Regions from separate parts of the Mus musculus genome. Here regions 2, 3, 4 and 5 are each linked to region 1. Evidence: chromatin contacts called from public promoter capture Hi-C and targeted proximity ligation data. All regions are on one chromosome and are shown on one strand. The core of a region is the stretch at or near the end of the contact, and the rest is flanking DNA. Distances in the headings are between cores, read along the strand shown. Region 1 holds the start of Snhg1 (small nucleolar RNA host gene 1). Region 2 holds the start of Vps51 (VPS51 GARP complex subunit). Region 3 holds the start of Ccdc86 (coiled-coil domain containing 86). Region 4 holds the start of Prpf19 (pre-mRNA processing factor 19). Region 5 holds the start of Tmem132a (transmembrane protein 132A).

Region 1 (2,890 bases), core at 291-2,790:
AATTAAAATACTTTTTTTTTCTTTTTTGAGACAGGGTTTCAACTATGTAGCCCTGGCTGACAAGAACTCATTATGTGGTACATGCTGAGCCGCTGAGCTCCTCAAACTCCTCCTGAGCCTGCATCCCTAGGGCGGGACTAAAGGCATGAATCAACATGCCCAGCATTATTTTTTCTTAATTAAACTTTAGATGTGTATGTACCACGTGTGTGTCAGGTGCCCATGGAGGCCAGAAGTGGGTACTGGATCCCTTGGAACTGGAACTGCAGATGGCTACTAGCTGGGAATTGAACCAGGGTCTTCTGCAAGTGCTGATTTTGAAATCAGGCTGCCTGGATTTATACCTTGGATCTGATACTGTTTATCTGGGTAACAGTCAGCAAATGACTTAACCTCTCTGGGACCCGAGCTTCTCACCCATAACTGTACCTTACCACCTTCCAACTTGGATTATTAAGTGAGGTCATGCAGAAGAGCAATTAGTATGAGAGTAATGATAATTGTTCGAAAGGCAAGCTTCTGCATATAGATGTTTGCTATATGCATATGACTATAATGCTACTGCACACTCTCAATAACCAGTCTATAGCTGCGACTTAGAAAACTGGTAAATTCTAATGATTGTTCCCCCCAGAGCTCTTTATATCTAAGACCACCCATGCATAAAATGAGGGTTATCCCTAACTTTTAGGAGTGTGGAATATTAACTCATATTGGGTGCTTTAAACGGTAAGCCCAGTTGTGTGGAGAATTGTCAGCCTCAGTAGTATAGCACTTATCTACACATGCACATAGCAGCAGCTTTAATCTATAGCACTGCTAAAAACAAAACATGCAACATGCTCCATAAATGACATCTAAATGCTGGCCCTACTTCATTCAATCCGGGCCAAGAACATGGCGAAAATAGACCAGGAAGCAAAACACAAAAATCGGTCTCCAGAATGACGTAGGGCTTCTAGTCCCGACTGGGTTTCCCTAAAAGGCTTCATGCAAGGAAGCGAAAATCCAACCGAGCTCAGCCCAGGGCCCAGTACCTGAGTCGCCCGCTGCGCTGACAACCTGGACATCAAGCCCCGTCTGCGCGCTGGGCGGCTGGCGGGGAACCGAGACACCGTCGGTGGAGTGTTCAGTAGGTTCAGGATCCATAGAGATGGATCAACACGCGGCTTAGCGTGAGTGAGGGTGAGAAATCGCCTCAACGTATGGATATTGGTAGTTGTGACCCAGACAGTCGAGCTGTATGGGTCGCGAACCAAAATCTCCAGCGATGACGTTTTACCCGCAGTGAGTAAGAACCGCCTAGCCGCAGCGCCAAAGGCGTAGCGTCGCACTCCCCTAAAGCGCCTGCGCCTCTTTTTCGCGCTGCAAAATCAGAGGCGGAGCTCTCCGCACGCCCCTTTGGGCGGATTCCTCTACCCACAATTCCTCCGGCTCGCACACCGCTTACCTTAGCGCCTGCGTGAGTCCTAGTCCCACCTCCAAATCCCGTGGGCCTTTGCGAGATGCTATTTATAGGCCACACGTTGTTCTTGTCGGCCTCATTTTTCCTTGTTCGGGGTAAGTACTCTACGTCTTTATGTGCTGTAGTTTTCACTTTGTTTTTTTCTTGTCTTTCTCTTTTTTTTTTTTTTTTTGGTTTTTCGAGACAGGGTTTCTCTGTATAGTCCTGGCTGTCCTGCTGAAACTCACTTTATAGACCAGGGTGGCCTCGAACTAAAATCCGCCTGCCTCTGCCACCCGAGTGCTGCGATTAAAGTCGTGCGCCACCACGCCTGGCTCTTGTCTTTCTCTTAATCAGCTTTCCTATAACTGCGGCTGGCTTTTATCACAAACACCTATCTGTCACTGTTGTGAACCGCCGCCTGTATTTTCTTACGTAATGTTTATTTCTGGTGATTTAAAAGACCCTCGTGGGCAGCGTTAATAAATGTGGACTTTGGTAATCTGTTCCGTAGTCTTAGCGGGGAGACCATGTTAGGGCATTCAAGACCTAAAGATGACAGGATTTTGTGAAGGACAAAATGGTGGCGGCAGTGCAAGGCCACCCCCTATGATGAGGACCTTTTCACAGACCTGTACTGATATATCTGTGAGGATAAGTAACTCTGAGGAGGCTGGCCCTACATCACAGCCTTCTCATCCTTTAGAGATTTCTTGGTGTAGAAGTAACCCGATGCTAACTTCTCTACAGGTTTGAGGTGCCACCTTACAAAAGGATGGGTGTACGCTCTCTTTTCAGAGTAAGTAGTGTTAATGGTTTTACCAGATTTTTTTGGTTGTTGAGTATAAGTTGTGTGTGTGCTACGGGGATGATATGAAAACTGAACTCTCTCTTTCTGATGGTTTAGTGGAGAAAACAAAAATTCTCTGAGTAGCACAATCTGTGGCAGGTATTTGGATTGTTTGGCATAAAGTCTTTTATTGAAGTTTGGGGTTTTTTTTTTCTGTTCTAGATGTGGTTCATCTCAAAGCCCTTTACACTTTGGAGCCAGGCCTGTTCAATTTTACAAATAACACGTTTTGCTTGTAGTCAGGTAGGTATTGATGGTTGGTGCTTCCTTAGGGAACATATTTAGATGGCCACTTAATGATGAACAATGTAAATGACAAGCATATGGCTGAGTTGCAATGATGTCATCTTACTACTGAAATGGGCTGAAGAAAGAAGGTGCTGAGGTGGCTGTGATTACATTTAAAAATGACATTGTTTCTCTGTTTCCAGGGTGCTGTGACAACATGAAGAGTTCGAGCTACCTCCCAGGATGAGTGCAGGTAATTGTCCAAGTAGAGCTTAGGGTTTCCCTAGGGAAAATAGTCAAGACAGACATTGAAGCAGCACAACACTTTTTTGCTGCTTACTATTTGTATTTCTAGAGGACACATTATG
Region 2 (2,890 bases), core at 205-2,704, 2.6 Mb before region 1:
CTCAATAACCGTGCCTATGTGACTGAGATTGGTGTTCATGTGGTTTGTGGGGTGACTCCTGGACCCAAAAACTATTAGTAAATCTTAAGGAATGAGGATACAGACAGAGGGGGAGAGAGTGGCAAATCTGCTCTGAAGGCAGACTGACCAGAAACAAAAGTTACCACTAATAACATTTTTAACAAAAATTTTAATTGACTTTGAGATGGCTTAGTAGCAGGCAAATGTGTTTGTCACCAAGCCTGATAACCTGACTTCAATCCCTGGCACCCTCATGGTGGAAGGAGAATACAGACTCCTGAAAGTTGTCTTCTGACCCCCACACAAATGTTGTGTCCCACACATATGCATGTGCACAATATAAATAAACAAACAAAGCTAAAGCTTACTGAAACGCTGGTGCTTCCTAAGTGCTGCAGAGAAACTCACTGCATTTCATTCTTCCTTCCCAGCGCTGGTCCTTTGGACAAACCCCACCCCCACAGGAGTCATCACTTCAGCAGCAGTGGATTAAGGTTGGGACCCAATTGTAATCTGGGTCTCTTTCCTTTAATCCCTGTTTTTCTTAACACGGGGTGAGGACCTGGTGGGGGTGGTGTAAGACTGAGGAGTGTGTCCCAGTGGGGTCACCTGTAGCTGAGATGAACTTGTTGTAGTTCTCATAGACCAGGGTCTGCATGTCGCTGTCTAGAGCCCGGATCTGCCGTACCATGTCCGTCTCACTGTCCATCAGCTGGGCCAGAGGACATTCTCTACGCAGCTAGAGAAGCAGGTAGGAACAGTCAGCGTTAGTGCTCACTCACGTCCTGCTACCCTGCTTTACGTTAGTTGGATTTCAGTGCAAGACAACTCCAATCCCACCCTTATCAGGAATTCCATAAGTGGCACACTTTAAGTAGCACACTTCACAGGTTAGACCCAATTTGGGATTTGTCAGCGTTCATGGTCTTCTGGCTTAGTTTAAAGTCAACCTAGGCCCTGCCTAGCGCCTGTCAAGAGCATGGTCACACCCACTACCACGAGCCAGCACCGAGACCTCAGACCCAGTGTGACCTCAAGTCAGGCCCAGGCTCCCTTGGCCTCCAGATCTGCCTCTATTGCCTAGTAAGGGCTGTCCTCTTATAAACCCCGCTGCCGTCACCACAGCAACCAAATCGGGAGTAAGATCTAGGGTCCAAGATATTTGGGGTCTGGACCCGCCCCATTTCACACACACACCTTGTCAAGATAAACTTCCGGGTCGAAGTGCGCCCCATTGAGATCGGTTGGGTCCAGAGGGTCAGGCCCTGCGGGATGCCCCGCCACCTCCCCCTCCGAGAGGCCGTAGTAAAGCTTCAGCATCCCGTGAGCCTTCCGCCGACGCTCCGGAGCGTCCGCCTCGGGACCTTCTGGGGAGTCTCCAGGCCCGGACCCTAGGCCAGGCCCCACAGCTGCCGCAGCCGCCATAGCTCCAACCTCAACTCAAAGGGGTGAGGCAGGGGAGGGAACAGATGCACTTCCGGGGACCAGAAACTTGCTACAACCAGGCGGTCCTTCAGGTGAAACGTTCCTCTGCAGCTGTAGGATATGTGAGACTAAAGTTCCGTCTTGCGCTTGTCCTTCTGGAGCACAGAGGTTTCACTGAACTTCTGGATCGTTGAGTTTCTGTGATTTTGCTGTGCTACTTGGGTGAATCGTGGCGTCCCAATCCTGCATCCGCACAGGAAAGAGACTTGCAGAAGATCGAATATGCGTCACAGGGGGGGTCTGCAAGGTTCAAACGTCCATTTAGTAGCCTGCAATATGGCTTTAACGCAGTGTTTCCCAAGGTTCTGTCTCCAAGGAGTCATTCAATATGAGAAACTTTATTCTACTTAGAGAATTTAAGATGTTAATCTTAAGAAGTTAGTGAAATGTGATACGTGAGCAGTTGGGATTGAGGATAATTCGGAAGTTTTAAAGATGTAGGCATAAAACGAAGCTCTCAGCAGGGCGTAGTGGCGCACACCTTTAATCCCAGCACTTGGGAGGCAGAGGCAGGTGAATTTCTGAGTTCGAGGCCAGCCAGCCTGGTCTACAGAGTGAGTTCCATGAGTTCCAGGACAGCCAGGGCTACACAGAGAAACCCTGTCTCAAAAAAAAAAAAAAAAAAAAAAAAAAAAAAGACGAAGCTCTTAAGAGGGGATGAGGTCAGATTATATGTGGAGTTAAATAGAAGAAAATGAGACTTTACTAATGATGTACTGTAAACGTTACCGAGGATGGGCTGATAGGGTGCTGGGCTGCCAGGAGTTTCAGCAGACCAAACACTGTTTTTATCTGAAAATTAGGAGTTAAAAAAAAATCTAAATGGTATACTTTTTATTTTTATTTTTTTCAAGACGGTTTCTCTGCTTAGCCCTGACTGTCCTGGAACTGGTCCTAGTGTAGAACCTGTCTGCCTCCCAAGTGTTGAGACTAAAGGCATGTGATAACACTGTCACCAGCTCCACTGCCTAGCTAAAAACAGTTCTGAATGGTATTAAATCGCCATCTGTCCGGCCCCCAGTATTATATGTGTATTTATGTGTGCAGAGACCAGGGGATAACTCAGAGCTGTAGTTACAGCTCATGTGTGAGCTACCCGTCATGATGCTGGAAACCAAAGTGCAAGAGCAGTTCACCCTGTGCCAGCTCAAACCCTTCCTTTCTTTTCTCTCTCTTTCTTCCTCTTTGAGGCATCATCTCACTCTAACTTTGGCTGACCTGAAACTCATTATTGTAGACCAGGCTGGCCTCAAACTCAGAGATCCAGCCACCTCTGCTTCCTGAGTGCTGGGACTAAAAGTCTGTGCTACCATGTCCACAGCCTGCTTCTCAGCCTGACATGCATGGTTGCTCTTGTCACAGACTAAAGGGATCATGTATTCAC
Region 3 (2,890 bases), core at 281-2,780, 2.2 Mb after region 1:
CCTGCTCCAAAGGGTAGATGATTACATGTGCTGCTGGCTATGAAAGCCTCTCTCTTTGGCCATCCTTACCGTGATACATAACCAGTGTCCCATGATACATTTTTTATCAAAGACAACAGCTAGCAGACAACAGTGGAAAGGACCTCACTATGTTCATATAATGGCCGCCTTTCTTGCTCTGCCTGCCACACGAGATGTGGCGGACAAGGTAAAGGTGGCACGTCTATAAACCCAGCACTAGGGAAGCAGAAGCAGGTGTATCTCTGAATTTCAGGACAGCCAGTGCTATACAGTGAGACCCTGCCTCATAATAAAAAAAGGATGGGAAGAAAGCTCAAAAGAACACCGTCTAGGGCAGACATTAAAGAAATGATCTTTGAGGATCTATCTCCCTCCCCGACCTTAGGGCATTTTGACATTATGATCGTGTTTGTTAATTTCATTCGGGTGAACTCTTTACAACCCTTGGATTGCATTCAGGCGAAGGCAAGGTCCAAATGTACTAAGAACCCAACACATCACCCATGCTACCCCCACTTTACCTCTTCTTGGAGCGGTCTTTCCACACACGCCCGGATTTGGGCTTCCCTTTCGGAATTACAGGAAGCTCCTCCTTCTCTTTCAATTTCTTGGACGCTGGGGCCTGGGGAGAGGCTATAACTCGCTTCTTTAGGTTGAGACTTTCTGTTACTGTCTCTCCCGCCGGAGGCAGCTTGCCTGGCTCCAACTGGCGCTCTGGGGAGCTAGGTGCCTGGACCGTCAGCTCCTGTGCTGGCTGAGAGGGCTCGGGACCCGGTGCTTGCTGGCCCGGGCAAGGCTCGGGGGATCCTGGGATCACCTCCTCTTTAGCGTGGGCCGCCTCAGAGTCCAGTTCTCCCTGTGGGGGAGGTAATTTGGATGGCTGCTCTCGTTGCGGGGATTCCGGGCTCGACTCTGTCTGTCCTGCAGGTGACTCCAGGCCCAGATCTTGATGAGGTTGAAGGGACCCGGGGTGAGGCTCTGGCTGCCTTTGTGGGGACCCATCGTCTGCATCCTGTCTAGGACCGGGTGATCCGGGGCTCGCCTCTGGCTGAGGTCCGGGAGACGGAAGGCTCAGTGGTGGACAGGGCGATCCGGGGCTCGTCTCTGGCTGAGGTCCGGGAGACGGAAGGCTCAGTGGTGGACAGGGCGATCCGGGGCTCGTCTCCGGCTGAGGTCCGGGAGACGGAAGGCTCAGTGGTGGACAGGGCGATCCGGGGCTCGTCTCCGGCTGAGGTCCGGGAGACGGAAGGCTCAGTGGTGGACAGGGCGATCCGGGGCTCGTCTCCGGCTGAGGTCCGGGAGACGGAAGGCTCAGTGGTGGAACTCTCGTAGACTTGAGCTCTCCTGTTTCTTCTGAGTTCGACTTGAAATCTACAAGAGCCCGTTTCGCCCGAGAGACTTCGGGGACAGGAAGGTTTTCTGGAGACAGAGGTTTTAGGCCTTCCAGCCGCCGGCTGCGCCTCAGCGGCGTATCCATGGCTCACGTGTAGCCTCTGTAGCCTTCGGAACTGTCGGCGCCTTCATATGACGTCAGACTCGTCCATTTCCGTACCGGGCAGGAAGCGCACTTGCGGTAGAGAGACCCGTGGGTAGGCGGAGCCGGGGATGAAGTCGGTCCCGGGAGGCTGGGCTTAGTAGACGCATGCGTGTTGTGCATGAGCTCAGTTACAGAGTTTAGTTGCTTGGTTTCTGCGATGCGTTTTTTGCAAACTGCGAGTTCTTGCAAGGGGATGGGGTGGGGGTATATTATACATACACACACACACACACACACACACACACACACACACACACACACACACATATAAAAATAATTTTTTTTTTCTTGAGAGAAGAGGTTGGAAAAAGGCGGAGGGAGTTTGTAGGCAGAGCCGAATCAGCGCGCTAACTTGTTCTGGAACTGCTGGGCCCGCAAACATCGCCTTTTCTTTTATCTTTTGTAGCACAGTAGCTTTGCGCTGTGTAACAAAGGGGAAGGTCCTGGTGGTCTTCCTGAGTGGGAAATCTTCAGTTTTTGAGTTGTCTCAAACGTTCCCATTCTTTTCACTTCCTCTTCTCTACTAGTGGGCCCAAGTATGCAATAGGTGGTTCTCATCTTTGAACAGTTTCAGTTAATCAGCAAAGTGTCAGGTCTGTGGCCCAGAAAACCTTGACTGCTTGTTGTCAATGTTGGGGGTTCACAACCTGTGCCCGAAGTCAGGTCTAGCTACCTTATCCTCAATAAGCCAATTGAAAGAGACACATTAAAAACTGGAAATCTTTAGAAAAAGGAGATTTATTCAATGTAGTCATACTAGAAAGAGGGGCAAAGAGATTCTGTGAATCACCCAAATTTGACCTCAGGGTTCTAAATTTAGATAAAAAATTTAGATAGAGGGCCAAGGATAAATACATCTGAGTAGTCCTTACCAAGGTATGACTCTGCCCACCATTGGCCCATTATTATCTGGGTTTTAGTCTCATCCTGTAAGGTGGTCTGACAAGCTTTTAGAACTCTGAAATCTTTTTCCAGGAGACAAGTTTCCCCTCTGGCTGGTACCTTTTTCTTCTCCCAGCATGAGAATTCTGGGGAAATTTTCATTTCTTTGGAGTCCTCTGTCTGATTGATTGGCTGATAGGCTAAGAGATGCAGTGTCGAAAGCCTTTAATCCCAGCACTTGGGAGGCAGAGGCAGGCAGATTTCTGAGATCGAGGCCAGCCTGGTCTACAGAGTGAGTTCCAGGACAGCCAGGGCTACACAGAGAAACCCTGTCTCGAAAAACAAAACAAAACAAAACAAAACAAAACAAAACAAAACAATTAAAACCTTCATCTCTGCCGGGATGGTTACTTGCTGATCCAGGAGGAGGCAGGGAAGATGAAGACCCAG
Region 4 (2,890 bases), core at 129-2,628, 2.2 Mb after region 1:
TTTAATTTGCTACCATAGAACTCCATTATGACTGATACCATTTTAGTTTATTTACTTACTCTCAATGTGCCACCAGGCCTAGCCTATTTATTTATTTTACTGTGTGTGCTTGTGTGTGTGTGTGTGTGGGGGGGGTGTCTTGGGGACTGAACTCGGGTATCAGGCTTGGTAGCCGATCTGGTCCGGTCTTTAGTAGAGAAAACAAAAGAAGTTGGCAGGAGGCAGGGAACTGTTATTATAACAAAACACCTGAGGTAGGCTACTTTAAAGAAAAGAGGGTTCTCCTTGCTCAAATTTCTAGAAGCACAAGGTTCAAAGAGAATGACGTGGGCAATGTCTAGGGCCTCTTCCTTGCTGGTGTCACATTGCCATGGAAGTCAACTGGTTCATTTGTGCCTGTTCACTCTTTCTTTCCCTATATGAACTCCACCAGGATTCTTGTAATGTCTTATTCTAAAGATCCCACCTCTACATTCCACAGTTAAGCTAGATAGTAATGACACACACCTTTGATTTCAGCACTCAAAAGGCAGAGACAGGAAGATCTTTGAGTTTGAGGCCAGCCTTATCTGCAGACTGAGTTCCAGGACAGCCAGGGCTACACACACACACACACACACACACACACACACACACACACAAACCCAGTCTCAAAAAAACAAAAACAAAACCACAGAAAAACACCATAGTCGTGCTAACTTTCCACTCTTACTGTTTGGTTGCTTATTGAGACATGTTCTCTCTACACAGCTCTGACTGCCCTGGATTGGAGCTCACTATATAACCAGGTTGGACTTGTACTCCGAGATCTGCCTGCCTCTGAAGCCCAGTGCCTGTGTTTAAAGACTTCTGCAAACACACCCATCAAATTTCCATTCTTTTAAACGTACACATAAGACGCTGGGAACTAAATTCCCTTGAGTTTACAAAACAGACTATATTTAAAACGTAGCAGGCAACGAAGTCATTGGCTTGCCCATATTTCCAGAGCAAGAATTTAGGCAGTGTTAGTTTCTTTACTCATTTGTGCTTTATTTACAGGGTCACATTGTTTCTCAAAAGCCGGCCAAGGAACACAGGTCTCCGAATCATGCCTACAGACTCTCTAAGGCAGACTCTAGGAATCTGCACTTTTACAAGCTCCTGAAAAATCTGTCTTGCACACGACCATTTCAAAGACTAGTGTTCCCTAGGTGACAGCAGCTCCATCTAAAAAAAAAAAAAAAAAAAAGAGCCTTGGCGGTCCCCGCAGCCTCATGGGAAATGTAGTTTCTTCTCTCCTTCCCGCCTCAGGCCTCTTGGAGCGCTCGCCGGAAGAAGCCGAGCCAATGCGGAAACAGCCGAGTGTTTCGAGGCGGGCCTTTTCCTGCTCGGTTGCATGCTGGGAAAGGGCAGTTTCCGTTAGCTGCAGAAGGCTGAGGCGCGCCACCGGCCACCTCCCCACGTGAAGCAGTTGTGCGAGCATCGCCACGCTGGGCAGCTGTCTACCCGCGTCCGAGCGCTCCGGAAGCGGCGGGGGACCGGAAGTGGCCCGCGGAGGCTGCAGAGAACCGGGAACCCTCTGTGAGGCGACTGGCAGCAGCGCTACGACGGCGCCATGTCCCTGATCTGCTCGAGTGAGTGCTGGCTGCGGCGGGAGGCGGGAGCGTGTGTGGCCCCTGTGGCTCGGGCCCTGGAGCTCCCGGCCCTGCGTGCAGGGTGCATTTGCGCAGGGCTGCGCAATTCACGTAGCTGGGAAGAATGACTGTCTCAGGGGTCTTTTGAAACCGGCGTCGTTTTACAGAGCTGAGACAGGCCTGAGCAGAAGTGGGGGGGAGGAGCTGGTGCAGTGAAAAACAGCTCTTGGTGTCAAAAAACCCGAGGACATGCCCAGGATCCGCCTCCAATTGTGATCTGGGCTCTAGCGGGTTTGGGCCTCAGTTTCCCCATCTGCAAAATTGAAAGCATTGCAGTGGGCATTGCTTGGGAAACCTCGCTTAGGAATCGGACTTTCCGATTTGCAGAGATCACGCAGTGACTTCGAGACAGGGCTGGAAGCCAGGTGTCTGGCTTCTAGCCTCGCGCAGTATGACTAATGAAAACAGCGAATGTTTAGAAAACCTGTATTGATTTACGATGCATTTCCAAACGGTGATCTCATTTTATGCTTACAAGAATTGTCTGAAGGGAAATAAAGATCCGTGAGTTACAGAGGGTGTCGGAAGTCTTGAAGAATGGGTTTACCTAGGGGTGTGCGAGGAAGCTAAGCAGTGGAGCTTGGCTCTTTGAGCCTGGATCCATGGTTTTCCCGTGCACTATGCTGTCCTGTCTTGGGGTGTTGTATTACGGCATTGCGGGTGTTCTCCCATATTGTTTACCACGTTACTAGATTCCTCGCCTTCTCTATTTCCCTCTCAGAACGTTGCCATTAGTTCAAAGAAGGAAAAGGAGGAGGGAAATGACAAGCAGAAAAGGAAATCTCATACTAGAGAAATTGCAGTTTGCAAAGTATTTACAAACGATTTGTTTTCTTTCCATCTTTGAGACCACACTCTTACGTGCCCAGGGCTATCCTTCCTCTGGTAGAAGAGGGAAAGCTCCCAGAAAGCTTTAGTCGTCGAGTAGTGTGATAAACCAACAGAATAGGACAGGAAGGCCGTGTACAAGATACGGGTTTTAAATATGGCACAAATCCATACTTAATAACACATGCATGGGAGTCCTGCAAAAATAGGTGATTCTAAGAGAAGCCACGGAGAAGAATAGGAGCTTGAACCTTAGGATGGTGACTCACAACCTATGGGAGGCTGAATAGAATTGTGTGGTGAATAAGAGCTGTTTTGTGATGTGACAAGTCGCTATCTTAGAGCAGCTTTCAGAAGAGTCTGATGTGGAGGTAGCTTCCACTTGT
Region 5 (2,890 bases), core at 211-2,710, 2.1 Mb after region 1:
GTCTTACTCATTCTGTAATTCCCATGACTCTCCCTGAAGAGGTTTGGGGGATAAGGGGAGAGATCTGACTTTATGCCCTAGCTCTACTCCATGAAAGATGGGCCAGTCACCAGCATCTTGGAGCCTGGGTTTCCTTCCTCACTGGTACAAGGGGTGGGAGTATTTCATAACCCGGTGAGCAGGGGAGGGTTTTGGAAGCTTGGTGTAGATCATACTGGAAGTGAGATTGTTAGTGAGCCAAATGAAAAAGCTTTCCTTCCCTCACTGTGGAGGGGTTATTAGGACCCCCACTGGTTCTGCAGGGTTTGGAGCAGGTACCTAAAAGAAGTTCCAGAACCAGCTCTCTCAGCCCCACAGCTGAGCTGGGACGGCGGGGCTTTTCTCTAGAGTGCCCCCCCCCCGCGCGCGCGCCCGCGCACCAGTATCCCTAAGGGTAACAAGTGAGTGACTGTTGTTGGTCCTTAGGGTGGCTCCGGTCCACCTTCTAATTCAATGTTTCCATAATTACAAGATGCTCAGTAGCCTGACTCCCACGGACTTCCATGGTCTCCCATCACGGAGAATCCAGCCCTCTTGATGGGGGCAGAAAGGTAGAGACTACTTCGCCATCTCCCAATTCCCATAACATCTTCCACCTTTCAGCCCCAGCTTATGGCAGGCACGCGGTAGCTGCTGCCCCTTTCGTACTCAGTGATGGGTGCACCCACAAGGGCTCGGAAAGGCAAGGCTGGGACTCTCCCAGAAGACTCCAATGTTGGAGATCTCCTTGGAACAGGGAGAGAGAGGGGGAGAGAGAGAGGGGGAAAGGGAGAGAGGGGGGGGGGCAGAGGCATATCTCTCGGGTCTCAGGCAAAGAGCCTGTTTTGCATTCCTGTGACTAACCAGCGGGTTTCTGGGGACTAGAACTGCAGGTTAGGAAGAGGTGGTGCACGGGGAAGCAGGGCAGCCGGGTTAGATGTCGCGGCTGGAGAGGGGCTCGCAGAGGAGTTGGGACCGGGCTAGTGAAGATGGGAGTGAAAAGACTTTAGGAGCATCTAGGTGGTGCACAGAGAAGAAAGCCAAAGGGCTGTTGGCTGGGAACCGGTTTCCCAAGGTTAGACCTCTCCAGGGCATCGCTCTAGGTTTAGTTCTAGAGTCCAGTGGCTTGGGGGCATCAATGGCGCGTGGCCTCGGACGGACAGGGCCAGGTCGCCCCTCCCCACCCCTCCCTTCCCTCTGACCTCTCACGACTTCCAGGGCGAGAGCCACCAGGAGGCAGAACCAGGCACCGTAGGGCCCCCGAGGGGCCGCAGCCTTGCGTTCAGTCATCGAGGCGCACTCCTTCCCACCAAAGGAGGGTAACCGGCGCGCGGCTCAGGTGGCTGCAATCTGTCCCCACATCTCCCGCGCCCGCTCCGCGCCAGCCGCTGTGGCCAGCTAGTTCCCTGCGCCGCCGGCCCGCGGCTGCAGTTCCCAGACAATGGAGCAGGAGCAGTGGGGTGGGAGGGAACGCAGGCACATGGGCTGTCCCCTTCGCCCCGCCGGGTCCTAGTGCCCTGCGGATCCCAAAACCCAGAGCGTGGCCCCGTGCCTAGGGTGCCTAGGATTGGAATAAGGCAGCGTCCCTGGAGACTAAGCAGATTGATGTCCTCTGCCAGGAAGCACAAGGTGCGTTCTGGGATTCCTCGTGGAAGCCGATGATCAAGGAGAAAAACAAACAAAACCCGTTTCCTCTGCCTCATACCCTCCCCACAGGCATCTCACCTGTGAAGGCATCTAGAATTCAGGGACATAAGAGAACAGAGCTGCTGGGGCAGAAAAGGAGAGGCCAAACCAGGCCAGACCACCTTAGGCCATCCGTGGAGGCAGCTTGTCTCATGCCCAAACCTATCCCAGAAAGAGTCCCTAAGGATGAAGGGTGTAGGCTGGTCAACCCTTCTGAGGGAGTCCTGACTCCCAGTGCCACCTAGCCTTGCCCTCAGGTAGTGTTGGGAGAGGTCCAGATTTGGCATCTCCATGGCAACTTAAAGAGGAAAAAGAAACAGAAACGTGCCCGGGCCTTACACAAAAGAGCAGAACCACCTGGAGCCACATTGAGAACCTTATTCAGTAAATTCCTGAGTCTGGGAGGGAAGCCAGTTTTTCCAGGTTCCCCAAGCTAGCAATATAAGCACCCTGCAGGAAGGGGCAACTTCAGTCCCAACAGAGCTGCCAGATCTGCAAGCTTTCCAAGAGAGTGCATGCCTCCCTCCAGAGTCCTAGGGGGAAAGGTACCAGGTACATCCTGCCTTCCTGAGCCCTCCCTTCCTCCCAACAGATTTCTGCTAGAAGTCCAGAAGGAAGAGAGTTTGTCAGCAGAGACTTTTGAGTAAATACATTTTATTCAGAAGAAGATAATAAAATAGCATGCACTTTAAAACCACCAAGCGCTGATAAAAACATATCACTGCAGCCATGATTCCACATCAAACCTTCAGTAAGAATAGGCATTTAATCTTCACATCTTGTGCTGGACCTGGCATGGGTCATCTCCCTCCACCAGGGACCTAAAGGCCAAGGCCAAGGCCAAGAGTGAGCAAGTGGTGGAGAGGGGTTAGTGGCAGGCTCACTCCTAGCCCTGCAGAACAGATCAGGGCAAAGCCGTGCCCTTCCCAGCTACTGGGACACAACACTGACCAACGCTTGCTTCTGGATGGCAGAGAGTGGACAGGGGTAAAACTGCAAGACAGCAGGTCCTCCTGCCCTTTTCAAGGTCCCTGAAACCCTCAAGGGAGATTCGACAATCCCAGCAGGGCCGTTGCTTTGTTTGCTGGAGTGGGGATTCTGCAAGGGGCTCACTCTGACCACGAAGTAGCCACAGCACACTTTCCCACATTCAGTGTGGCAAGGGGCACCTGGAGGGTGCTGCTGA

The links. Promoter capture Hi-C pulls out the DNA fragments that hold promoters and counts their contacts.
Region 2: a promoter capture Hi-C map of liver shows a contact between it and region 1, with 3 times the contacts expected there.
Region 3: a contact with region 1 is called in a targeted proximity ligation map of astrocytes, with 7 times the contacts expected there. A contact is called at or near these places in 3 of 39 promoter capture datasets (cranial neural crest, hippocampal neurons and pre-B cells) and 1 of 130 datasets of targeted methods (astrocytes).
Region 4: a promoter capture Hi-C map of the 3T3-L1 cell line shows a contact between it and region 1, with 4 times the contacts expected there. A contact is called at or near these places in 7 of 39 promoter capture datasets (the 3T3-L1 cell line, cranial neural crest, frontonasal cranial neural crest and 3 more), 1 of 130 datasets of targeted methods (astrocytes) and 1 of 9 other capture datasets (pancreatic islet).
Region 5: a contact with region 1 is called in a promoter capture Hi-C map of cranial neural crest. A contact is called at or near these places in 5 of 39 promoter capture datasets (the 3T3-L1 cell line, cranial neural crest, frontonasal cranial neural crest and 2 more), 1 of 130 datasets of targeted methods (astrocytes) and 1 of 9 other capture datasets (pancreatic islet).

What each region holds. Positions count from the first base shown.
Region 1 is chr19:8,721,947-8,724,836 of GRCm38.p6, forward strand. It overlaps Snhg1 (small nucleolar RNA host gene 1), which reads left to right and starts at 1,541. Exons shown (of 10, transcript NR_002896.3): 1 at 1,541-1,560; 2 at 2,195-2,243; 3 at 2,457-2,537; 4 at 2,726-2,775. It overlaps LOC115489078 (a small nucleolar RNA gene), which reads left to right and starts at 2,047; the gene lies at 2,047-2,118. It overlaps LOC115489084 (a small nucleolar RNA gene), which reads left to right and starts at 2,305; the gene lies at 2,305-2,379. LOC115489083 (a small nucleolar RNA gene) reads left to right here and starts at 2,586; the gene lies at 2,586-2,655. It also overlaps a transcript of Slc3a2 not described here.
Region 2 is chr19:6,075,733-6,078,622 of GRCm38.p6, forward strand. Vps51 (VPS51 GARP complex subunit) reads right to left here and starts at 1,455. Exons shown (of 10, transcript NM_001081041.1): 1 at 1,219-1,455; 2 at 631-760. The coding sequence starts at 1,446. It also overlaps a transcript of Tmem262 not described here.
Region 3 is chr19:10,947,736-10,950,625 of GRCm38.p6, forward strand. It overlaps Ccdc86 (coiled-coil domain containing 86), which reads right to left and starts at 1,531. Exons shown (of 4, transcript NM_023731.3): 1 at 543-1,531. The coding sequence starts at 1,498.
Region 4 is chr19:10,893,853-10,896,742 of GRCm38.p6, forward strand. Prpf19 (pre-mRNA processing factor 19) reads left to right here and starts at 1,379. Exons shown (of 16, transcript NM_134129.4): 1 at 1,379-1,616. The coding sequence starts at 1,598.
Region 5 is chr19:10,868,319-10,871,208 of GRCm38.p6, forward strand. It overlaps Tmem132a (transmembrane protein 132A), which reads right to left and starts at 1,461. Exons shown (of 11, transcript NM_133804.2): 1 at 1,221-1,461. The coding sequence starts at 1,308. It overlaps Tmem109 (transmembrane protein 109), which reads right to left. Exons shown (of 4, transcript NM_134142.1): 4 at 2,342-2,890.